Linked DNA regions of Sus scrofa: region 2 is linked to region 1. A link is a contact called in public Hi-C data. All regions are on one chromosome and are shown on one strand. Each heading gives the region's core, a stretch centred on a gene start, on an enhancer-like site or on the middle of the called end of the contact. The rest is flanking DNA. Distances are from core to core; before and after follow the strand shown. Region 1 holds the start of RSPO3 (R-spondin-3). Region 2 holds the start of TRMT11 (tRNA (guanine(10)-N2)-methyltransferase homolog).

Evidence for each region. A called contact is a pair of places that touch in the nucleus more often than the background predicts.
Region 2: a Hi-C map of alveolar macrophages shows a contact between it and region 1, with 4 times the contacts expected there. The contact joins the promoter of TRMT11 here to the promoter of RSPO3 in region 1. A contact is called at or near these places in 2 of 5 promoter capture datasets (fetal liver and fetal skeletal muscle), 7 of 47 Hi-C or Micro-C datasets (alveolar macrophages, embryonic fibroblasts, fetal heart ventricle and 4 more) and 1 of 2 datasets of contacts at active chromatin or transcription factors (skeletal muscle).

Annotation. Positions count from the first base shown.
Region 1 is chr1:36,063,603-36,071,183 of Sscrofa11.1, reverse strand. It overlaps RSPO3 (R-spondin-3), which reads left to right and starts at 4,752. Exons shown (of 5, transcript NM_001315656.1): 1 at 4,752-4,848. The coding sequence starts at 4,752.
Region 2 is chr1:36,997,807-37,005,387 of Sscrofa11.1, reverse strand. TRMT11 (tRNA (guanine(10)-N2)-methyltransferase homolog) reads left to right here and starts at 3,309. Exons shown (of 13, transcript XM_013992581.2): 1 at 3,309-3,454. The coding sequence starts at 3,383.

The DNA.
Region 1 (7,581 bases), core at 3,503-6,002:
GAGGTGCAAAAGTCCTTTTCCCTAATCTCTCTGGGCGTCTGCCCAGAATCCAAGGATTAAAATTCGTTCCATCTTGTCCCAAAGTCTAGAGACACCTAGATAGATTAAACTAGTCTTAGACCTATTTTGCTAGGCCAGAGTCATCTAAGATTCTTGGAAGGGTTTAGACATTTCCAGAAAATCCACAAGTTTACAGGCAGATTTCTAAATCTGGACCTATTCAGTTAAACACAATTTCATAAATGAAAGCTGTGATGTCACATAACTAGAAATAGCTCTGACATTTGCAATTACAAGTCTGTCTTTCTGTTTTGGATATATCGTCATTATTTTCAGAGCTAAGGGACTTTGGAGATGACTTAGTTGAACTTCCTCATTTTTCTGATAAAGAAACCTGAAACACCACAAATTCGGAACAAGGATTCACCTTGATCCCTAGATTTCCAGTGCCCTTCTTACCACAACACACAGCCTCTCTCTATCAAAGCTCTATAATAAAACCAAAGTTTCTGAGGTAGTAAATTATTTATATTAAGTACTACTGGATATTTGCTTTTTAAAATGAGCCCAGAAATGAACTGATTTGTGATTTGTGAAAGAAAGATGTTTTTAAAAATAAGCACACCAGACAGGCTTACCACAATTTTATAAGCATCTCATAACTTCATCTGGGAGAAAAAACATTCTTTCTGTTGACAGAAAGAAATTCATCATGGGTCTTGATTTTCTCATTTTCTTAATGCTGTAACCATTTAATACATTTTTAAATTGTTATAATAATTCTGTCTCCTTTATTTCTTTCTCTAAAAATAGTAGTTTTCTTCCTGCTCATTTCAATGGCTTTTAAATACTGCCGTCTGCTCTCTATTTCAGGGATGACTTCTAGCTGCATCAGTTACAGACCCCGCCTACAGTACCCTGTTTGACTTACTCACCCAGATGCCTCCAGATCTGAGTAACTGGAGAGTTGAGCATTTTCAGGATCTGCATGTTAGCTCTGTGGTATAATGACTGATGTCAGCCTGAACTTTGCCAAACATCTCTCATCACTACTAGTTATGTCCCATTCCAAGTTAATGGGCTTGCTCTCTCTTTCTGGAGCACACCCCCCTTTCACATATTTGCAGTATGGATTCAACAATATGACAATCATTTTCTTTCCTTAAAATGCCACTGCTGCAAGGGACAAAAATAACTTGTTACTGTTGTCACTGCCTGATGGAGGAGGTAGAAAAGGAGAGATGAGAAGTTGTAGTAACTAGTCTGGATGAGTTTAACCCCTCTGTCTTTGTCCAAAACTATTCTATTCTCCTGGCCTGACTCTCTTCAACTCTTAGTTATCTAAATTCCCTGGGCCTTTAATGTTTTCTGGAGAAAAATAGCAAGCCAGTGTTGACTTCTATGCTGAGCCTATGGTTGTTAACTTGCTTTAGGCTTGGGCCCTGGAATCCATTGGCAGCCATAGGCTTCTGTTGAGTGTTGTTCAAAAAAAAAAAAAAAAAGATACCCCATTGCACAAAATAGGCCATGGCAAGCTTTTCATAGGATGCAAGAGCAGTCGAGGGAACATAAGACTCAACCAGGCAAGTAAACACACATTTAATAGTACGGTAACATGGATCAGGAAAAAGTTATTCTAAAGCAGAGCGTCAAGAAAAAAAGAATACCCTCGCCGTTTATTTAATGTTTTCCTTATGTCTCCTCAGAGCAGTGCTTATTCTTTGACAAGCTTTTCCTGCCCACTGCATCTAGTACATCTTTTCTGGGATGGCTCAAGAACTGCAGCTTCTCACTGTGTTTGTTTATTTATTTACACAGCCATTCCTGTGTTCATCCAAACTAACATATGTCTGCACAACTCACAGTGAAAAGTAAATGTCTTTCTTCATGTTTATTCCCCTGAACTTGTTCACCAAATTGCTTTTTTACATCTCCTTTTGCAATCTCATCCCATCCGGCTCAAGTATCCCGGATTAGAAAGGCCGTCTCTGGAGTCCTTTTCAAAGGGAGCCTCCCACAGCCTTTAAATCCCCTACGTTTTATGGTGCAGATATTCAGGATCTGAGGTATTAAGTAAGAAGGAAAGCAAAGCTGACTGAGACGGGCACAGAAAAATAGAGTAGCTTCTTTTTTGGATAATCATTATTGGAATTGTCCTGTTATCTGCAGCTTTGCTGGTTCAAAGTAATAAACTCAGTCATTTCCAACTGGACATTATGCAACAGATAAAGGAAGGGAGGATGTGTGTGTGTGTGTGTGTGATGTACAGAAAATACAGTTCCACCACAGAAAGAGAAATGTTGCAAATGGGAATTTTTTAAATAAGTTCTAAATCATGATATTGATGGGCTCTTGTCTCCCTCATAATAAAGAACCTAAACAAAACTATTCCTACCTTCAAAATTCCAATACAGGTATGCTAAGTGATAAATGAGATTTAATTAAGGAATTAGCAATGGAGCGGCCAGTGTCTCAGATTCTGATTTTTAGCATCCTGACAAGAATGCCCATTTCATGTCCCTTTCCTTTTGCTTCCAGGCCATTTCATCTCCTGTATCCTCACTTTTAGGATGTATAACAGCTATACTGTCGAAGTCTTCACTGACACACAAGCTGAGGCACTGCAAGCTTGCAAAATGGAATGCATAGAAACAATAAACTTTTTTTTTCTCTTCTCATTTATCAACATAGAAATTGAAGGCAATCCAGCAATAGAATTTACAAATGGGTGAAAAGGAGAAAAAAAACAAATCTTATTTGTTTTCCTGAAAGGCGTTAGTTGTTTTCTAAACGTAAATGAGCTGAGCATAAGAATTAACAAAGTATGCTTGAATCAGGGATTTTTCCAGAGCGACCTCTTAGAAGTTTGGGGCTATATAAAACTATCATGCTACAGAGTGTAGTCCTTGAGATAGTTGTTAAATACAACACATAGGACAGATTTATATTAAAATCACTTCGGGAGCTTGTGATTTTCAGTTAAATACTTCAGCAACTACTGGAAGCTCTTCCACTTGTGCTGCTGGAGAAGAGAGGTGGGAAGCTACTGCTGACTAATAACAGCCAGGGTGGACCCCACTCAGAAGTGCCAGCCCTTGGCTTTTCCACCCTGGGTGAAGCAATGAATCTTATTTTCTGCATCCAAGGGCCCCTATCTGCACTGAGAACAGAAGGAAGTAGTGGACCCCCTCCTCCTCCCCCAGGACCAGGAAAAATCTTTCCAAATATGATTCGCAGTCCCCCAGCTGAGAAACCAGATTGCACAACAGATCTTCTCGAGAAGATTGAGAGACTGAGAGTGGGAGCAGCGGCGCCCAGCGAGGGCAAGCTGACTGTGAAGGGAACTGCCTGAGGGGAGGAGGAATCTTCCAGAGCCTCAACAGGCTCGGTTTGGATGAAAGTCGCAGCACAATGGAATTTCCTAAGGGTGTGTGAGCGCACACACATCGGAGTCCTGCCCCCCGTAGGCAGGTAACGGGAGGCCGAGCTGACCACCAGTGACCCTGAGCTGCCTCGGGACCACCCGCTCGGCGCCCAACTGCAGCTACTTTTATTGAAAGAAAGAAAGGAAAGGAGAAAAGCCACAGAGGAGGGATTCAAGAAAACTGCGAAGGAGTCCGCAGCAGGAAACCCTCCAGCGATCTGCCGAGGGGGCGAGGAGCGAGCTGCCCGGGGCCAGCGGTTGCGCGCCGGCGCTGGAAGTGGAGGCGCGAGGGAGCTGGGACGCCTGGTCCCCCAGGAGCGGGCTGCCCTCGGCCTAAGGCGGCTGAGACCCGCCGGACTCCAGAATCGGGGGCAGTGAGGGGGGCCGAAAGAGGGGAGTGTCTTGGGCCCGCCGGACCTTCGACCTCAACGCTCCCTGCCGGAACGTGCCCACCTCTCCCCGAGAGAGCTACCCTTCTGAGGGGTCTTCTGGGTACGCAGTGACTCCCCCCACTCCCCCAGGCTAGCGTTCTCCCGCCTTCTCTGCAGTGTCCAGAGATGCTCCGCCGCAGACCCGGGACCCCTTAGGCGCCTCTTCCCGTCCCTCTGCCAAATCGCGACGCCTGTACTTTTCCAGCTCCCTCTTTCCCTCTTGAAATTGAAAGTTATTGAGGTCGCTCAGGGTTGTTGCTCCAGCAGTTTCCTTCCCCGCCCCCGAGCTCCCCCCGCCCCCCCGCAGCCAGCCCCCCTCCCCCTCCCTCGCCCCGGCCCTCCCTCCCTCCCTCCCTCCCTCCTTCCCTTCACCACTGGAGCGGCTCCTGCTCGCGAACAGAAGAAGCAGCTCGGGGTCTCTCCGCCGCCCCTTGGCCATGGCCGCGGTGCCGACGCCGCCCGCTCCCCTCAGCTCTCGGGGCCCCCGCCGCTGCCGCCGCAGCCGCCGCAATCTCTAAGCCCAAGGGGCCGCCACCGTCTCCACTGTCCGCCTGGATCTCGCCCGCGGCCCCTGCCGCCCCACATCATGATACCTGCGGCCATCCTGGCGAGGCCGCTAGCTGCTCCTGGAACCCATACTTGCGGCATTGACAGCCACTCTACTGGAGCCGCCTTAGCTCGGGGAAAGTACAATAGTTGGTTTCCCTGACCACCCGACCCGCTTCGTTTGCGACCCCAGCACGCCTATCGGATCTGAGTGGAGAAGTTGTCCGCTGCTTGGGTTCTCTCTCGCTCTCTATATACGCCTAACACCTACGTATATTTCTAAAACATTCAATATTAATTAACAATCAAAAGAAAAAGGAGAAAAGGAAGGGAAATATTACTGGGTTACTATGCACTTGCGACTGATTTCTTGGTTTTTTATCATTTTGAACTTTATGGAATACATCGGCAGCCAAAACGCCTCCCGGGGAAGGCGCCAGCGAAGAAGTAAGTGCAGGGTTTTTTACGCGTTTGCTCTCTCCCGCCGCGTTCACCTGTCGGGTCGCTTCGCCTGCCCTGAGTCGGCTCCCGGCGGCAGCGGTCCTCCCACCCACCACCCCACGCCTCAAGAGGAGGTAACAGTTTAGGCTCCGGGGTGGACGGTGTCTTTCATGCCTTCCTCTCTGTGTCCTACCCTTCCCCCGCATCCTCCTGGGTGCTAGAGTCCCGCGGACGCGGCGCCAAGGTGGCTCTTACCCCCTCGAACTTCAGGTTCGCGGAAAAGTTCGGTCATTCGTTAGACTAGCTCTAGGGATTTGGGCTTTCCCTCGAATACTCAGGCGGGGACCTCGAGCCCCCAGGCACCCCCGACGCCCGGCAGGCGGGATGCCCCTGACCACTGAGTTCCCGCCGGGGGAGGCGCGGCCCCGGCGCCCGCTCACCTTGCGTCGCCGCCTCGCGTGGGGAGACTTTGCTGGGTCCTCCCGCGGTGCTGGGGTCACGAAGCGCTTTCCCGCCACTCGCGGAAAGGGAAAGCGAGCGCCTGCGCGGCCGCTTCCCCCAGCCACGCACGAGTGGAACAGAAGGGCGAGCGGGGCGCGCGGGGCTCGCATGCCTGCGCGCTTGCGGAGCCGCTCGCAGTCCCACTCCAGGGGACGTGAGGACTGCCGAGCCGGCCGCTGGGAGCCGAAGGTGCCGGGTTTCCAGTTACAGTCTCGCCTGTCACGCGCGAGCGCTTTTACTCTCTCAGGCCCTTTCAAGTGGGTCCCAAGCGCAGATACAAACTGAGGGTGGCGTCCCCCTAAAGACTCAGGCTCGCCTCCTCACTGCCCGTTATCCTGACTCCAGTTACTTGGAAGGCTGGCTTGTGAAGACTTCTTAAAACAGTGTGTCCTAGCTAGGATGAAACCGGCACTCCCCGGGCACTCTCGACTCGGGTTGGTCTGTTTCAAGGTGGCGTCTTCCAGAGATGAGGAGATAGATGCGAGAAAGGCACCTCTCCCTGCTCCCGGGGGACCCGGTGCCCTGGCCGCTCTGGCATTGGTGCCGGCGTAGGGAGTCCTTCACAAATAGAGCCGGGGGCGCCCCTGGCTCCAGCATGAAGGGAGCTGGAGGGAGAAACTTTCCCCGGGGCACAGAGAACGATGCTGTTGCCTTGGTCGGAACTCCACCGCCCGGGAGCCAATGACACTTGGTTCTGCCTGGTCCCGCGCGCAGAAGCAGCTCAGAGCGCTGGCCCGCGAAGCCCCTCCGGGCAAGCGCGGGTACAGCGCTGAGGACACAGCACAGGCTTGTGTAGATGGAGATTTAGTAATCGCTTCTCCTCCGCTGTTTGTCTGTGCCCTGTCCCTGGACGTGAGGGTCACCTGAAAGCTCCCTTTGTGCCTCTCGCCTGGGGCAGACAAGGTTTGATTCACCTGAAAATTGCCTTTAAAAAATTTAGCTGAGCCAAAGCGCCAGGGGCTCCTGCCTGGCCTCAACGACTCAAGGATCGCGTAGCAGGGGGCAGGAGGGTCTAATCTAAACACGTCAGGGCATCAGATTTATTATTCTTGGCCTCTGAATGGTTGTATTCTTCATAACTCCTCCACCCACCCTTTCCCTCGAGCCTTGCGGCCGCCACAGAAAACAAGTGGCCTGGGGCTCGAGCCTTGCCCTCGTTCCTGGCGGTCCCCACCTCCTCTCCTCGCAGGGTAAGGCCTGGGGAACTGAATCGCAGGTCGGTGGGGAGAGAGATGCTGGGCACAAGTGCAGCCTCCTGTTTTACATCGTTTTTCCAGCCTGCACTTACCTGGAGCGCATAGCCCACTCCCTCCTTCACCCGACTGAGGACCCCAGCGCCTGGAGCCACCCAGTTGCTGGGAAGGGAAATTGTGCTGAATGTCAGTGTTAAGAGTTGTCTCTGATTGCAGTTCGGGGGCCCCTGTTTCTGATGGAAGACATAGGGAAAAAAGCTGGCCATCTACTTGTTCCCACTTCCCCCAACAAAGACAGAGGTACAGGTAGCTGCCCAGCTACGCTGCCCCAAGTCTTCTGGGAGTAGAGGAGGGTGGTGCTCCTCTAGGCTCAGACTAGAGAGGATTTAGAGTCCAAAGGTGATCTGCTTTTTGATCTGCCTTGATCCGTCTCAAGGCCAAGTCAAAGGCGCCCTCTTGTTGTGTAGCCGGGATGCTAGAGGGGGGAGGGTGGAACTGGATCGAAATTCCGATAATTCTGTGGGTCTGAGGCTGGGTGAGAGCTCTCCTAGCAGGGGATGCTCCTTGCTCCTTCGCACTTGAGTCTGCATTTGCTCCTGGGGTTTGCAATCCTGGGAGAGGGGCGACCCCTTGCGTCCTCCGAGGAGACAGACGGAACTGTCTTGGCAGGTGCAGCATGGTTTTTGGTTTTTTGTGGGGTTTGTAGGGTTGGTTGGTTTGTTTGTTTGGGTTTTGGGGTTTTGTTTTTTTTTTAAGAATGTGGAAGGGTGGAGGGTAAGGAGAGATCTTTGTTAAAGGTCTAGAAATTCAAGGTCAAATTGCATGTGTACAATACTCATCTCTTTGAAAATCTCTGAAAAAAACTGTTTTCTAAAGCAAGGACTAGGAAAGTTGTTTAAATTAAAAATAAGGAAATAGCCAAAGGTATTCTAGAAATAAAATGGTCTTTCCTATTTTTCCTTCTAGAGACAACTAAAGTATTTAAGAATATCCTTTTCGGCCTATAGTTAAGCAGCTAGCTTCTCTTTCTTAAACTTAAAATCTT
Region 2 (7,581 bases), core at 2,060-4,559, 940 kb before region 1:
TATTTTTTTCCTAGGAAAGCTATATGCCTACTGTGAGATTGTCAGTATTTGCAAACAACTTGTCAAAAGCCTTTATTTAGAAACCATATTTGCTTCTTATATTTTAGGGAGAGAAAGTAGGAAAGAGGAAAAGAGAAAGGATGAAAGATCTAACTCAAATGAAGCAAGTGCACTGTGAACTTATCCCTAGTACACAAGTGTTGCCCAAGAGAAGTAATAAATGGCATTCCATTCAAAGATGTGCAAAGCTGCCTAAGCTACAAAGTTAAAGCCTGGAGCTTTTATTTAATAAGTTTCTAGAATGGTCTTCAGTATCTTCAATCTTTTTTTATTTTTTATTTTTGATTATTAGTATGGATTTTAACTAGTGACAACAAACTTCAAACCAGAGACAAAATTTGGAATGGTTAGTTAAATTTGAACACTGGGGAGTTCCCATCGTGGCTCAGTGGTTAACGAATCCAACTAGGAACCATGAGGTTGTAGATTCGATCCCTGGCCTTGCTCAGTGGGTTAAGGATCCAGCGTTGCCATAAGCTGTGGTGTAGGTTGCAGACGTGGACCGGATCCCGTGTTGCTGTGGCTCTGGTGTAGGCCAGTGGCTACAGCTCCGACTGTACCCCTAGCCTGGGAACCTCCATATGCCACGGGAGCGGCCCAAGAAATGGCAAAAACACACACACACACACAAAATTTTGAACACTGGCCATTTAGGGCACAACATTTTCACCGTTTTACTCTAAGACCATGGTATAGTATCTTCAATCTTAATGAAGATAATTCAGGAAGAAGAGAAGAGAGAAAAAAACACTAGCTGCTCTCAGGAAACAAACCTGACAAGATGGGACTCTGAGTCATCAGTTCAAACTTAAGTAACTGCAATGGGTTTAAGTATAACTCGGCTCCTTGAGGTCAAATTTCCAACAAACAAGATCTCCAGAAGTGAAGAAACGTAGATCTCATCCTCTGGTCAGAAGAAGCACCAGAACAAACCGGAAGCCCTAATTGCAAACTAGAGCAACTAATTTGCCTCAGGTGAAGCAGTATCTGTGCATTAAAAAAAAAATTAAAAATGTGAAGGGAAACAGGCTGGAACTTCATCCTTCTCTTCTGATCATCCTTAAAATCTGATGCTGCCACAATTCAAATAATCAAAAGCCATACATTTCCAGGCAGATGGAGTTAGGCTAGAGGAGAACAACTCTCCCCAATCTCAGCAACTGCATGAAATAGGAACAGTTTTCCAAAAGGAGCCTAAACTAGGGCCTGCTAAAATTAGAGATGCCTTTCTTCTTTGGGCCAGCCCTTAATTTCATTCTTCTGTTTGCAGTGAGATTTAGACTGCAAGATACCAAAAATGGTTTCAATCTTTTACTCCATTTCCAACACAAGGCCAATAAGACCTTTCCTCATGAACCTTAGCTCAAAGGATCTTATGTGAAAAATCAGTAAAACTTGAATTCATCTGGGTTCTCCTAGGTCCTGTATTCTCAGTTGCTATCTCTGCACAACATCATATCAATCCAGCCATGAAAATGAGCACCTCTTTGATACCCCCTAAAAAGTTGTCCCATCAAAATCTCATGTGGGTTTGGTAATTCTGACAAGTTTTGGATGGGGCACATCAACCCTGCACATCCTTTCCCTAACATTGCATTTGTTCTCTGCCTACCTTGACCCCTCTTCTCAAAAGAGTTAATAACCTTTTCATGTGTCAGAGAGTACTTTTATTCCCCCTCTCTGAAGCCTTGGGGCCAAGAGACATATATGCTCCTCAGAGACTCACTTGACTCAAGGGGACTTATCAAGACATCTTTCCTGGGAGTTCCTGTCATGGTGCAGTGAGTTAAGAATATGACTGTACCAGCTCAGGTTGCTGCAGAGGGGGTAGGGTCCAATTCCCAGCCTTGTGCTGCAGCTTAGAAGGATCTGCCCTTACCACAGCTGAGGTGTAGCTTGCAGCTATGGCTCAGATTCAATCCCTGGCCCCGGGAACCTACATATGCCTCAGGTGTAGCCATTTAAAAAACAAAACAAAACAGAAAAAAGACATCTATCCTAACAAAAGTAGAGGGCTTGTTAAGAGGAATTCTCATGGAGGTTAAGAGAAGAAAAATCTCCTTAAATGCTATTTATTGCCCCATACACTATATTAAACACCTTACGTACATTGAGGGAGGCAGTATTATTCCATCTCAGATAAAACAGGCTAAAAGAAGCAAAGAAATCTGCTTGAGAGCATACCAGATAGTAATTAGTGGAACTTAAAGTTTGAACCCAAGACTGACAACAGCCTATGCTAGTAATCACGACTAGAAAGCAGTAACTATGATCCTGACACTTGATGCGGGGAAAATGCAGAATACTTACTCTTGTGCTTTGTATGATATGTGGAATGCAAAAGATAAAAGGTCTCAAAAGCACGAAGGACTTAGTACTTTCAAAAGCAGCAACATAGATATAGAATACGCAAATTGTTAAAATTTATTAACTGTCTGCTACTATGAAATCTGTACTGGTGTTAATAGTTAGAAGCAACTTCCATCATGGAACATAATAATACAGTTGGCTGCGGACTGGTCATGGGAATCTAACAACACAAGCTAATAAGCACAGTTGACCCTTGAACAAGGCAGGCAGTGGGTGAGGGGAATTAGGAACATCCATCCTCTGCAAAGTTAAAAATCTGTGTATAACTTTAGGGTTGGCCCTTCAGTTTCTAATCTTGTAGTACTATAGCACCACTCGCTGAAAAAAAGTCACATACAATTGTACCCGGAGCAGTTCAAACCTCTGTTGTTCAAGGATCAATTGTACTTACTCTGAGGTGGACACTGCTTTGTTTTCTGTGAGGCACAAAATGAATCTTAAGAGATCTCTTTCCTCAAGAGCGCACTCTAATTGGCTTACAAGGCACATATCCTTGAAAGCTATTGCAAGAATACAAGAAGTATACCAAATGTTAAATGAGTGGTCCAGCTAAGTCAGCCCCCAAAGCCTAGAGTGTTTAGAGAGGTCTGCACGGAAAAAAAGTGAAATTTTAGTTAAGTTTTTAAGAACCAGGAGTTGAAGAACTGCGGGAAAAGTAGTACATTCCAGGTGTGCGAACTAAAAACTGGCTCACCGCACCTTGCTCCTGAATACAACACAGATCCTCACTCCAACACGTGGTACATCGTGATCTTTAGCAGAAAGCACCTGGCAGGCAACACAACCATTCCGGGAGTCTCGGGGCTCAAGACCCTTACGGAGGAACTTCAGGACAGCGTCCAACCCCCCCACTTCCGCTTCCGGCTCCTCAGGCTCCGCCTCAGCGGAAATGGTGTAGGGGAACAAGGGGTAAGGCCCCGCGGGCCGCGCCGGCGCACCGTGGGTCGGTGCCATGGCGCTGCCGAGTTCCTTGAACAGGTATTTGCTGCTCATGGCACAGGAGCACCTGGAATTCCGCCTACCGGTGAGTCCTCCACCGCTTTCAGCGGAAGAGGACGGCGCGGTTGGGGTTGGCGTGGGGGTGGAGGCAACCAGCTCATCCTGAGCCCGCAGGGATAGGGGGTGTCTGTGCTTGCGGGAACATCAGGAGTTCCCGCAGTCCTTGGGCCCCGGGACAGATCTGATCTCGGCGGAGGATGTGTAAGAGAGAAGTCCGAGACAGCCTCTCTCAGCCTTACTAAGCATTTTCATTCACTCCCCTGCCCAGGTGCCGGGCAGTGGAGTTAGGCAGGTAAAAATGACCCGTCCTCTTCCTGGAGGAATTCTTAGTCAAGCGGAGAATAGAGACAGCAGACAGAAATCCTCCGGGTAGTGTTTCAAGTATCGAATATTCGGGTCAGATTTAGTGGGGGTGGGAGTGGTGGTGGTGGTGGGTGATAGAGTTAGATGATGGAAAAGTTGAGGAAAGTGTTTTATTTTTTGATTCTGGAAACGTTTTCAGAGTACTTGTTATCGAATGTGCTGGGCCCTGAGGATATAACGGTGACCATGTTTGCCTTAAAGGAGTTTACTGTTTAGGCTAAGGGGTGAGCAGGTGCATAAACATAGCATTATGAAATAACGTTGGTAAACGCAGTGATATATGCAGGAAAATGTCAGAGCATATAGAAGGGAAATCTGATCCACCTGAGGGGGGGAGTGTTGGTCATTAAGATGGCTCCCAGGAGGATATGGCACTTGAACTGTAATCTAAAAGATGAGTAGGAGTTAGCTAGGCCAAAGAGAGACATAAGTAAAATAGAATTACAAGCTGTTCATTATTATTGGATTACCAAATATGTAGCAAGGGATTACAAGAAGAGAGCAGGAGAGGAGGGTAGTGTTCAGAAAATGCAGAACTTTAAATACTCTGGAGCTTGGAAGGGGACTTTATTGAAAAATTTTCAAGGAAGTGACAGAATCAGATTTTTTTAAAAAATCACTTTGGCAGCAAAATAGAGGATAGATTGGAGAAGAATAAGGAGTTAGGAATCTGTTGAAATAGTCTTATTAATAGATTAGGAAGGCCTGAACTAGGACAAGGGATAAGAGGATGGGATCGACTGGGGAAATATTTAGGTGATAAGTCATAAGGGCTTTATGATTGATTGAATGTTGAGGGAAGAGGGACCAGTCAAGGGTGATTGCTGGGATGGATATAAGGGTATTTCTATTTAAAATAGAGGGTACAGGCAGGTGTAAGATTTAAATTTTGGCTATGCTGAATTTGATATGCTGGTGTAGCATCAAATGGAGATGACCAGGAGGCACCGAATGTGAGTATGTGTAGATCTTAGAGTCTCATGGACAGGTAAATAACCTGCATATTCTGCATATGAACACTAGGAGAGAAAATTAAGTTAATCAGAGAAAGCCTAGTGTCAGAAGAGTGGTTGGGCCAAATACAGGTACTTGGAACCATTGATATTAAGGGGACATGGGCAGAGGAGATCATCAAGAAAATAGGCAAGTGTCAGAATAGGAAGTGGGTGAGACCATAGAAATCAAGAGAGTCAAGTTTTAGGATTTTGCTAGAGCTGATGTGCAGTTTTAGTGGGGAGAAGCCAGGTTTCTTGGGTTAGTGGTGGCTGGAAAACGAGGGGAGATAGATTACTTTTTAACATAAGAAGGGAAAGTAAGATTGGTTAATAATTTGAGGGGGACCTAGGGAGAATCTATATCCCTCTTGTAGAAATTGGCTTGTTTGTAGGCTGGAAGGGAAAGGGAAAATGGATATAAGGACATGGTGGGGGGTGTTGATCTTTCAATAGAAGGGGAGCATGGGGGGAGGAGAGCTAGGATGGGTGTGGGTAGCTATCCAAGGGCCTGTTTTCTGGGTAATGAATGAGTCAGGGTTATTTCTTGAGAGATGGGGGACCAAGCAGCTGAATGGAAAAATTGAGAAAAATAGTAAAACTTGAAATAATCATTGAACAAAAGAGGGAGTGAAGAGCTAAACAATTGAATAAAGAAGAACTCAGGTGTTAGAGCAATGCTGAAAACCCAGCTTTGGGTGAAGAGCATATATTTGTAATTGTGCCAAGATTTTGTGATTTTCTTCAGTTTTGTTCAACTCCATGGCCTTAGGAGTTTTGAAGGAAGATTGTGGCATTGATTCAGGACTAATGTCCTGCTAGGGAGGTGCATTGGCAAGGTGGGGGTGCAGGGACATAGATTTTCATGGAGGAAGTAATATTTTAATTAGATCTTAGTTGATGAAGGAGATATTCTGGGGATGAAAAAGACTGGAAAGCCCACTTCAGTAAGAAACTAAAACGAGCATAGAGGCACAGGTTGATTATGGTGGTTTGGGGTGTGGGATGTGTGAGAGAGGAGGATGAAGTAACAGGCAGTAAGGCTAGAGAGGTAGGTAGGATCCAGATTTTGGAGTGTTTTGAAACCATTGGGAGGAATTTTGATTTTATTTTTGTCTTTTTAGGGCTGCGTCCGAGGCACATGGAGGTTCCCAAGCTAGGGGTTGAACTGGAACTGTAGCTGCCAGTCTGTACCACAGCTCATGGCAATGCCAGATTCTTTAACCACTGAACAAGGCCAGGTTTGAACCCACATCCTCATGGTTACTAGTCAGGTTCATTACTGCCAAACCACAATGAGAACTTTGGATTTTATTTTAGGTTTAATGGGGAGGGGGCATTGACTTTTTTTTTTTTTTTCTTTTCAAGTCAGGAAGTAACAAGATTTTTTTTTTCTTTTAAATCAGGAAATGACTAGCAATCATTTGTGTTTTAGAAAGATAATTCTCGAGTACCAGAGAGAGGATACCACTTAGAGGATACTGAGGTGGAACTAGAGAGAAGCCAAGGAGTGTAAGTGCCTATATTTAGGCAATGCAGGGAGAATGGAGTGGTTAGGCTGCAGTCTTCAAAATAACATTCTTAATACTTGCTGATTTTACCTGTTTCTTCCTTCTTAAATTCTTCTTAATAAGTGTCTTTCCCTTGTGCCAGTTCAGTCTCCCAAAAGCTCAGTTCTCTTTTATGTCTTTGATGTCCCAAGGCTGGAACTCTAGTCTGGCATTCCAGACCCACAATTTTCTCCTCTGCACCCTCCTACCCCTTTTCACCACACTTGGTGCAGCAAAAATTGATTCCCCATTATTCCCTCAATTTTGCCCTCTTAATTTGGGTCTTTCCTATCCCAGTCTTCAATCTATTGATTTTTTATAGTCAGTATTCATTTAGATTTATCCACATACTTGTTTATGTTATATTCTTTTTTTTTTTTTTTTTTTGTCTTTTTGTCTTTCTAGGGCCACACCCACGGCATATAGTGGTTCCCAGGCTAGGGGTGGAATTGGAGCTACAGCTGCCGACCTACACCACAGCCACAGCAATGCTAGATCTGAGCTGGGTCTGCAACCTACACCACAGCTCATGGCAACACCAGATCCTTGACACACTGAGCGAGGCCAGGGATCAAAGCCACAACTTCATGGTTCCCAGTCAGATTTGTTTCCGCTGAGCCACGATGGGAATACCTATGTTCATATTTTTTACTTGATTCTTTTTCAAATGTGCAGTTTCCTTTTTTTCATCTTCCCAAATCCTTAATTTTGTCTTTTATCCTCTTCAGTAGACGAAGCACAGTTATGTTAAAGTATGTGACTGATAAAAGTGTCCTATGGGTCTGTTTCTTTCTCTTTCTGTTGTCGTTTTGGTCTTTTTAGGGCTGTACCTGCGGCATATGGAGGTTTCCAAGCTAGGGGTGCAATCGGAGCTGTAGCCCCTGGCCTACACCACTGCAACTCGAGATCCTAGCTGTGTCTGCAATCTACACCACAGCTCACAGCAGTGCCGGATCCTTAACCCGTTAAGCGAGGCCAGGGATCAAACCTGTGTCCTCATGGATACTAGTCAGATTCGTTTCTGCTGAGCTGCAATGGGAACTCCTGTATTGTTTCTCATGGCTCTTTTTCATATGTGTGCTGGGTGTTTTTAAAATATATGCCAGATATATTTGAAAATTTATTTGAAAAAAATGAGGGCTAGGATGATGTAAATCCTCTTGAAGATAGGAACATTAGCAATCTAGGATCACTTGAACCCATTTTCAGGCTTTAAGTTCTGTTTCTGTTCTGATTTGCACACACTG